Linked DNA regions of Sus scrofa: region 1 is linked to region 2. Evidence: chromatin contacts called from public Hi-C data. All regions are on one chromosome and are shown on one strand. Each heading gives the region's core, a stretch centred on a gene start, on an enhancer-like site or on the middle of the called end of the contact. The rest is flanking DNA. Distances are from core to core; before and after follow the strand shown. Region 1 holds the start of ZNF462 (zinc finger protein 462). Region 2 has its middle 140 kb from the start of TMEM38B.

Region 1 (3,764 bases), core at 329-2,828, 920 kb before region 2:
ATAAAGGGGAGGAGGAGACGCACGAGGAGTTGGTTCCCACCAGATAGCGGGGTTTTATAAACAGATCTGAATTCTCATTTTCCAAGCGTTTCCTAATCGTTTATTCCAGGGTAGAATCTCTCACCCAGAGGCACGATTTCACCCTCTTCCAGTCAACACTTCCTGCCCTTTTCTCCTCCCACTCACATTGAAAAGCTTGGGAGCCCTAAAAGGGTGTTGATGGCGGGGGTGATAAATAAATAAATAAATGACACTCTACGCGTGCGGTGGAGAAGAAAGGAGGGGGAGGGAGAGGAGAGGCGAGGAGTGCGAAGAGAAAAAGTAAGGAGAGGAGACCAAGGAGGAGAAAGCTCATAGGCAAAAGGGAAACGGGAGTCAAAGAACGGAGAGCAGAAGAAAGGAGAGAGGAAGACGGTGAGGTTGTTCAGGACTGAAATGACCCTGGCTTTGTACAGACTTGGGAGGACTCCGGCTTCCAGGTGCCTGGAGGGACCTGGGGAAGCCCTTCTGCCCCGAGCTCCTCCCCCGGGACCCCAGGGGTGTCTGAGCACCGGTCGCGGCTCCCCCATAAATTCCTCGTGGCAACCAGAAGAAGCGCGCTCGGTCTCCGCCGTCCCTTCAGTGCCCCAGCTGATAATTTACCTCTTTGTCTTTAATAAATAGCTGACTTTTTCTGTCAAGCTCTGCACCGGGAAAATAACAATCGTATTTCAGGTTGAAAGCTCCTATTACTGCTGGGTTTGGGAGGTTGTGATAAAAATCTTCATCGACGTGAAGGTGCCTTCAGGGTTGGCTCGGGTCGGAAGTCCTAAGATGGGGGCCGCCCTTCCCCGGGGGCGGGGGCGGGGGGCAGGGACACAGGGAACCCGGCGGTGCAGAGGGAGGAGGAAGAGACGAGGTCAGAGGAAACTCAAGGCTCCTGGGGCACCAAAGGGCTTCCCGCAGTCGGGGAATGAGCCCTGGGGAGGAGCCTTTCGCGAGAACGTGAGCGCGCCCCAACACGCCTCAGACCTCATAAACCCACTTGGCAAAGACCGGGCGAGCGGCTGGCTGACCGACTGCGGTGAACTCGAGAAATTAACCTGCGCAGCAATTAAACGGGCTGCCGCCCTTTCAGACTCACCTCGAGCGACCGAGATGGAGAGCTCCCGAACCGGCCGCGGGGGGACCTGGCTCCTCCCTCCCGTCCCAGGAGAAGAGGACAAAAAGGGGAGATGGACTTGGAGATGGCCCCGCCCTTCAAACGCTCCAATCCTTGGAAACTAAACCTCCTCTCCAAGCCTCCACGTCTAGAAGGGACAAAGGCAGCGAGGAGATCCGGAGACCGATGGGGAGATAGATGGCTTTCGGGCTTCTCAAGTGGGTGTTTGGGGCAGAAGGTATAATGGCTAAGTTTCCATTCCAAACACAGGATCGTCTGCAGAAGACCATCTTATGATTTAGAAGCAGAGCGACTTCCCAAAGCCGTGAAGCAAAACTACTGCAAAACTCCCGCATAGCCCTGCCTTTTGAGTGGGGGGAAAGCTAAGATTTCCATTAATGATGCCAGACACAAATTTTTCGATTTTTTTGGAGTCACAAGTGCTTTAACTGCCCCTCTAAAATAATTGAAAGTAATTAAACATGGTAGGGGAGTGGACTTTTTGTTTGCTTGTTTTTATGGGGGATAAGTTTTCTTTCAAATGATAGGAAAGCATTTTGATAAATAAAAGCTGGGTCCGTCAAGGAAAGGTTTTAGGGAAAACCTTGACAAACTTGGCCCATAAGTAACTGTAATTATGCTTTGCCATTAGCGGACCATTAAGATAAGCAGGAGAAAGTTCACACCTCCTGCTAGTTAATTCCCTAAGAATATGCGAAAGATAATACAAGCCTAGTTGATGGGTTATCTTCTCCACCAGGAGGGTTAATTTCTAAATTTTTTAATTAAAATGGAAAAGCTTAGGTTTTGTACACAGGCAACAATGTGAGGGAAGTCTCATAGGGACAGGTTGACTCCCGTGAAATGTGCCTTTTGTTACTATACCCTATGCCATTATCCCCTGGAGTCATATGGGATTTCAAGACTTTATTAATGTTCCAGGAAATATGAATATGTGGGAAGTCTAGACTTTCTTCTCCCTTATCATGGTGACTGGCATACAGACTCCTCATAAAAGGAAATTATGGCTCATCAAAAGAGTGACTTTATGAGCATTAATAGAATAATAAATCTTGCAATTTTAGTTCAAGAAACAGTGGAGTCCTACAATCAGAGTGACCCATGCAAATATGATCCTCTTACTTGCCCAACTCTAGCAGGATAGGGATAGTCTATAAATCATTTTGGTTTTTAAAGGTTGGGATATAGCGCAGGGAACTACAGTCAATATCCTATGATACCATAATGGAAAAGAATATTTTTTAAAAAGAATATGTGTGTATACGTATATAACTGAATCACTGCTGTGTAGCAGAAATTAACGCAATATTCTAAATCAACTATACTTCAATAAAAAATTAATAAATTTTTTAAAAGATTAGAAAAGGAAAGCACCCAAACCTCTCAAAGAAAAGTGTTTATGGGAGAAAAGAGGACTTCTATCCCCTGCAGGAAGGAATTATGAAAAGACAGAAGAGTTGGTCCAGAGGCTACATTAAAAAGATAGAATTTCAACTGAAACAAGCGTGAATAGATGTTTTAATGTCATTGTTAGGTTATAGCATATAAAAAAGGAAAAGTCCTACTTCCTGAAAACTATGTTAAAAATATTCTAGTTTATAACCCCACTTTCTAAATTCCAGCTGGAAAACTGTTCAAGCTGATGATTTTAGCAAAACAAAGAGTAGATGAAAAGAGTGTATGGCTTTTTCAGAAGTCTTAATTATCCCATCTTCAAACAATTGACTGCATTGTGACACACTTCTTGAACTTGGTGGTATTTTCCTTCCTATGTAAAACACCTTTTCCAAGAAATTCAATATAGTCTTTTTACTATTTGAGTTTGTTATTGTCAACAGGTTATTTACTTTGGATTTTACAAATCTTTTAACTCTTGTTGGAAATTAATCTTTATAAAGTTCTTTTAAAGACCTCAAATTGGATAATTTTAGACTCTCCAGATATCAAAAATGTGAAGTCACTAACATACCTTCTTTCTGATCCCTTACAGAAAAATCAACATATTCTCATAAACCCAAATCTAAACATATGTAACTGGTTGACTAGTGTCCATATCTAGGGAGATGTGACTAAACGAAGACAAACATGGATAATTCATGATTCTGAAAAGCTCTCAAAGGAAAAGAAATTGCAATAACTTATGTTAAACTTCCCCTGTGTGAATCTTTGCATATATATACCTTTGGATATCAAGGAAGAGGTTTCAAGAGCAATTGTTCTAAAATTAAAAAAAAAAAACAAAACTCTTTTTCCCATAAGTAAAAGCTAACTTGACAGTTCTATCAAACTAGTTACTGTAATATAGAACATTCGTGTGGAATATCAGTCAGCTATTGAATATTTGTTTAGCATCTAATACATGGCATACTCAGAGCTGAAACCTAGTGGGGATACAAAGATGAAAAGGGAAGATGAGTCAAAGTCTAAACTCATGATCTACTTGAGGAACCACTAGCTTTAAAATCCCATTAGTTTTGTTGTTGTTGTTGTTGTTGTTGTTGTTATGGCTGCACCCGCAGGTAAGAGAAGTTTCCTGGCCAGGGATAGAACCCAAGCCACAGCAACAATCCAAGCTGCTGCAGTGATAGCGTTGGATCCTTAA
Region 2 (3,752 bases), core at 343-2,842:
CATTTATAGGCTTAGATTTTAGTTTGCTGATGTAGCCAGCTCAGGCTAATGTTCTCCTTGTTTAATTAATTTAACGCTGTTAAGAAGACGTACTGACCTCTACTTTACAGATGAGGATACTAAAGTCCAAAGACGAGAGGGATTTGCCCAAGGTCACACAGCAAGCGGCAGATTGTGGGATTCTGAGTCAGAACTCCCTGACGTGAGAAACACGAGGCCAGAGTGGCAACAACATGAACGCCTTTCACAGGCTGGGAGGCTAACGCAGAGGGTCACGGGGACATGGCAGCAAGCTTCGGAGAATCCAGGTCAGAGGCTGGGTCAGATCCAAGAGCAGCTGCCTCCCCAGGGCCTGGGAGGACCACAGAGCCCTCCCTACAAGAAGGCTGCGCCCTTTTCTTTGACATGGACTTCCCCGCCAGCAATGACATTGAAGCTCAACCCTGGCTTAATTTTAATGCTCTGGATTTTTAAAAAAGCCTTCTCCCTGAAAATGCTGTGGAAAAAGTTCACCATGTGCTTTTTGGAAAGATTCCCTCCACACCCAGAATAGAGGCCTTCTGTGGTTCCGTGTCACCAACAAAGCCCACTGTTGCCTAATAACAGAAAGCAACAATTATAAGGTCTCTTCAACATGTTTGATAGGGAAATGACACATGTTTTGAGAAGAGCACTGGTCAGCAGGAACTGGTCCAGAGGAACTGGCCAAACAGAGACAAAGGGCAGTGTTTGGCATGGACTAGGAAAAAAAGGAAAACTGGGAGGCAGGTTGAGGGTTAGGAAGGCTGCCTCAAATGTTGAAAGGCTAAGCATTCACAAGACTGGCAAGGTGTACTCCAGGTGTCTCCAAGGGCCAGAAGCTAGCAACCAGGGCTGCCATTGATGGGACAGCCTGGGCAAGGGGGTACAGGGGTTAAGAACACATGCTCTTAATTCCTTTCTCAGGAATTAAGCCTCAGCTTCCATCTGTAAAGTTGGTGGTGCAGTTAGTACTCATAAAGTTGTTGTGAGCATTAAATAAGATGATGACTCTTGAGGGCTTATCACAAACCTGACACACAGTAAGTCTTCCGTACAATGTCACTGCTGTCCTCACTGTTAGAGGAAGTGAGTTCTTTGTCTTAAGAGGTATTCAAGCAGCAACTGATGATCAGTGAGCTGCAAAGCTGTGTTGGGAAAGAGACTCAAGCAGTAGACAAAGGGTAGGATTAGGTGACCTGACCTTAAGTTCCCTTCCATTCTTGGCTTTCAAAGTCTTTGTTTCATTGAAACTGAGGTTAATGTGAAGTCCTCTGTTAGACTACTCTTGCAGGCTCCAGCTTTGGGGTTTTGTTTTTCCACCTTTGTGCTTGCAAATCCTTGCATGGTGCAGAATCTGGAGAGCCTCTGAGGGCACAACCCAGGAAGGAAATCTTCTTTTGCTTGGAGGCTGCATTCCTAGAATTCCCAAGATTCCAGTCCCTTTTCCTCCTCACATTGTAAACATTAGGTTCTTTTAGGGAGGACAAAAAGGTCACTTTCCAAACCACAGGGGCTCCCAGACTCTGATCTGAATAATTCCACTCCTCCTCCTCCTCCGTGAGAGCTCCAGTTGGGCTGATCTCAAGCCCCTTTGGCAGCGACAGTGCTGGTTTAGGCTAACAAGAGGTCATTGTCTGAGTTGGAGAATGGCATCCTCACACGTTGGTGAGCAGAACCAGGTATGAGAACACCAAACAAATCCAAGGGACTCACTGCAGCTGAACCAGTGCCAGCCTCCCCCCAGTTCCCTTCTTAGCAAGACCCAGCCCTAGAGGAGGAGGAGGCATTTATTGGGGATTGCTACAAATTCAGCTTTACTGCCACTGCCTTTATAACCATAATATAAAGTAACTCCCACAACACACTGAAGATAAGCTCTTTAAAGAAAATATAAAAGCATTAGCTTGGCAATTCACCCAAACCTCATCATGCACCATAGACATTTTTGAAGTTTAACAAAGAAAAGCACATCATTAAAGAATACTGCTCTATCACCATTCTTATGCAAATCCTTCCAGATAGTTGGGTGGAAAATTCCATCTAACACGCAGCAAGAAATAAATGTTGCAGGGTGGAAATTTCAGCTATACTGAGTGCATCTATCACTTGTATAATCCAAACTACTGTATGTGCACTGACTACAGAATTAGTATTGATCCATTCACCATGTAAACATCAAGTACTTTCTATTATTACTTGAAATAGCATGCTATCACAATTTCTATTTCCTCCTTCTATCTTAAATAGAAGTATTGCACATTAGCCCTTTCCTTCATGTACTTTTTTGCACAGCTATCTAACTACAGTGTGTGGTGTGGTGCTGAGTTTCCTGCAGACATCTGCAGTATTAGCTTTAAAGCACTTTATTTTCAAGTCATCTCTGATGGAAGACAATACAACTTTCATTTACCCAGAAACCTGTTACCAGAGCTTCTCGTAGAACCAGGCATATTCTCCTGCTCTCTCTCTTGCTCACTCTTGCTCGAGAGCACTCTCTCTCTCACACACACACACACACACACTCACCATCCTCATCCTTTGTCTAATACTCATCCCCATGCTGAGACCACCATCATCAGGATATTCCTCCAGCACCACCCCACCCCCGAGAGGAAAGACCCCACCAGATCTCTATCTGAGGTCATGAAAAATACATTTGCCAAGACTGAGAATGGTATCTAATTTCAGGATAACTTGCTATGGAAGCCCAAGATTCGACTCTGGAATGCATTGTTCAGATGTCTGGATGCATGAAGAAAAATGACTTGGGAGAATCAGTTCTGAGTTTTGAAAGCATCTGAAATCATCACAAGGGTGCCCCTTCTCTTCCCTTTCTCACATTTCCCAGCACAAAAGCACAAGGAAATCTGGACTGGGTTCCAGACCCTGGAGAGTCAATTTTAGCTCAGATAGCTTGGAGCTACCTACAGCATAATTCATGTTCTCTGGTGCCCATGGCATTCCTTGGGCTCCACATGAATGCAGACCCAGGGCACAGAGCTTCTCATTACCCATGCCCAACCCTAACGACGCACATTGTGTGTGACTTAATTAGATTTTCAGTGTCTCCCAAGCCCAGCAGCCACTCCAGTCAGAACACATACAATCTCATTTCTCTCAGTGGGAAGCTATGCACTGCAACCTTATCCTGCCACAGAGCACCCCTCACGGACAGACATGATACCCCTTGAGCACTAGGCAAGCTGCATGACCCAATTGTTCTCTTTAACCAGCACGTGGAACCTGCAAATCTTCACTGGAAAAAAAAAAAAAAAAAAAAAAGCTAGGGCTTTGTTTCATAGAGAACAAATATCCAGAACCAGCTGAACACTATTTAGCCACCATCCGCGTGTCCAAACTTGTTTCGACCCATTGAAAAAATAATAATAATTAGCTAATGAATTGAAATGCTTCTTAATCAATGGCAGCTTTGTTGTCAAACTAGACTGAGGCAAACTCAAGCAGACGAAATTCTGAAATTGGAGCTTGTGTTCAATCAACACTCAAAGAGAGTGAGGACATTATAAAGGAACCATCCACCTAATTCTGCCTCCAATAAATTTCCAACTTTATTTTTTGACACCAACCATTCAGTCTCTTGAATGCTCAATTGTGTTCTTGGCAAGAAGGTTCTATTTGCTGCCTACCTATCAAGCGCCCCTTCCAGAAGTAGAACTAGATTTAAGATATGTACATCTGCACTCTTTCATGTATAATCATCTGGATAATCA

Evidence for each region. A called contact is a pair of places that touch in the nucleus more often than the background predicts.
Region 1: a contact with region 2 is called in a Hi-C map of epiblast stem cells, with 3 times the contacts expected there. The contact joins the promoter of ZNF462 here to the enhancer-like site in region 2. A contact is called at or near these places in 4 of 47 Hi-C or Micro-C datasets (embryonic fibroblasts, epiblast stem cells, fetal heart ventricle and 1 more) and 1 of 2 datasets of contacts at active chromatin or transcription factors (skeletal muscle).

Annotation. Positions count from the first base shown.
Region 1 is chr1:248,026,950-248,030,713 of Sscrofa11.1, reverse strand. ZNF462 (zinc finger protein 462) reads right to left here and starts at 1,578. Exons shown (of 13, transcript XM_013993738.2): 1 at 1,124-1,578.
Region 2 is chr1:247,109,736-247,113,487 of Sscrofa11.1, reverse strand. No RefSeq gene overlaps it. Among named protein-coding and RNA genes, the nearest start is that of TMEM38B, 140 kb to the right of the region's middle. Within about 2 kb of position 1,592, at least 12 of the 83 cell types and tissues checked have an H3K27ac peak or open chromatin away from gene starts, as enhancers often do. A contact at or near this core is called in epiblast stem cells, where this site is marked.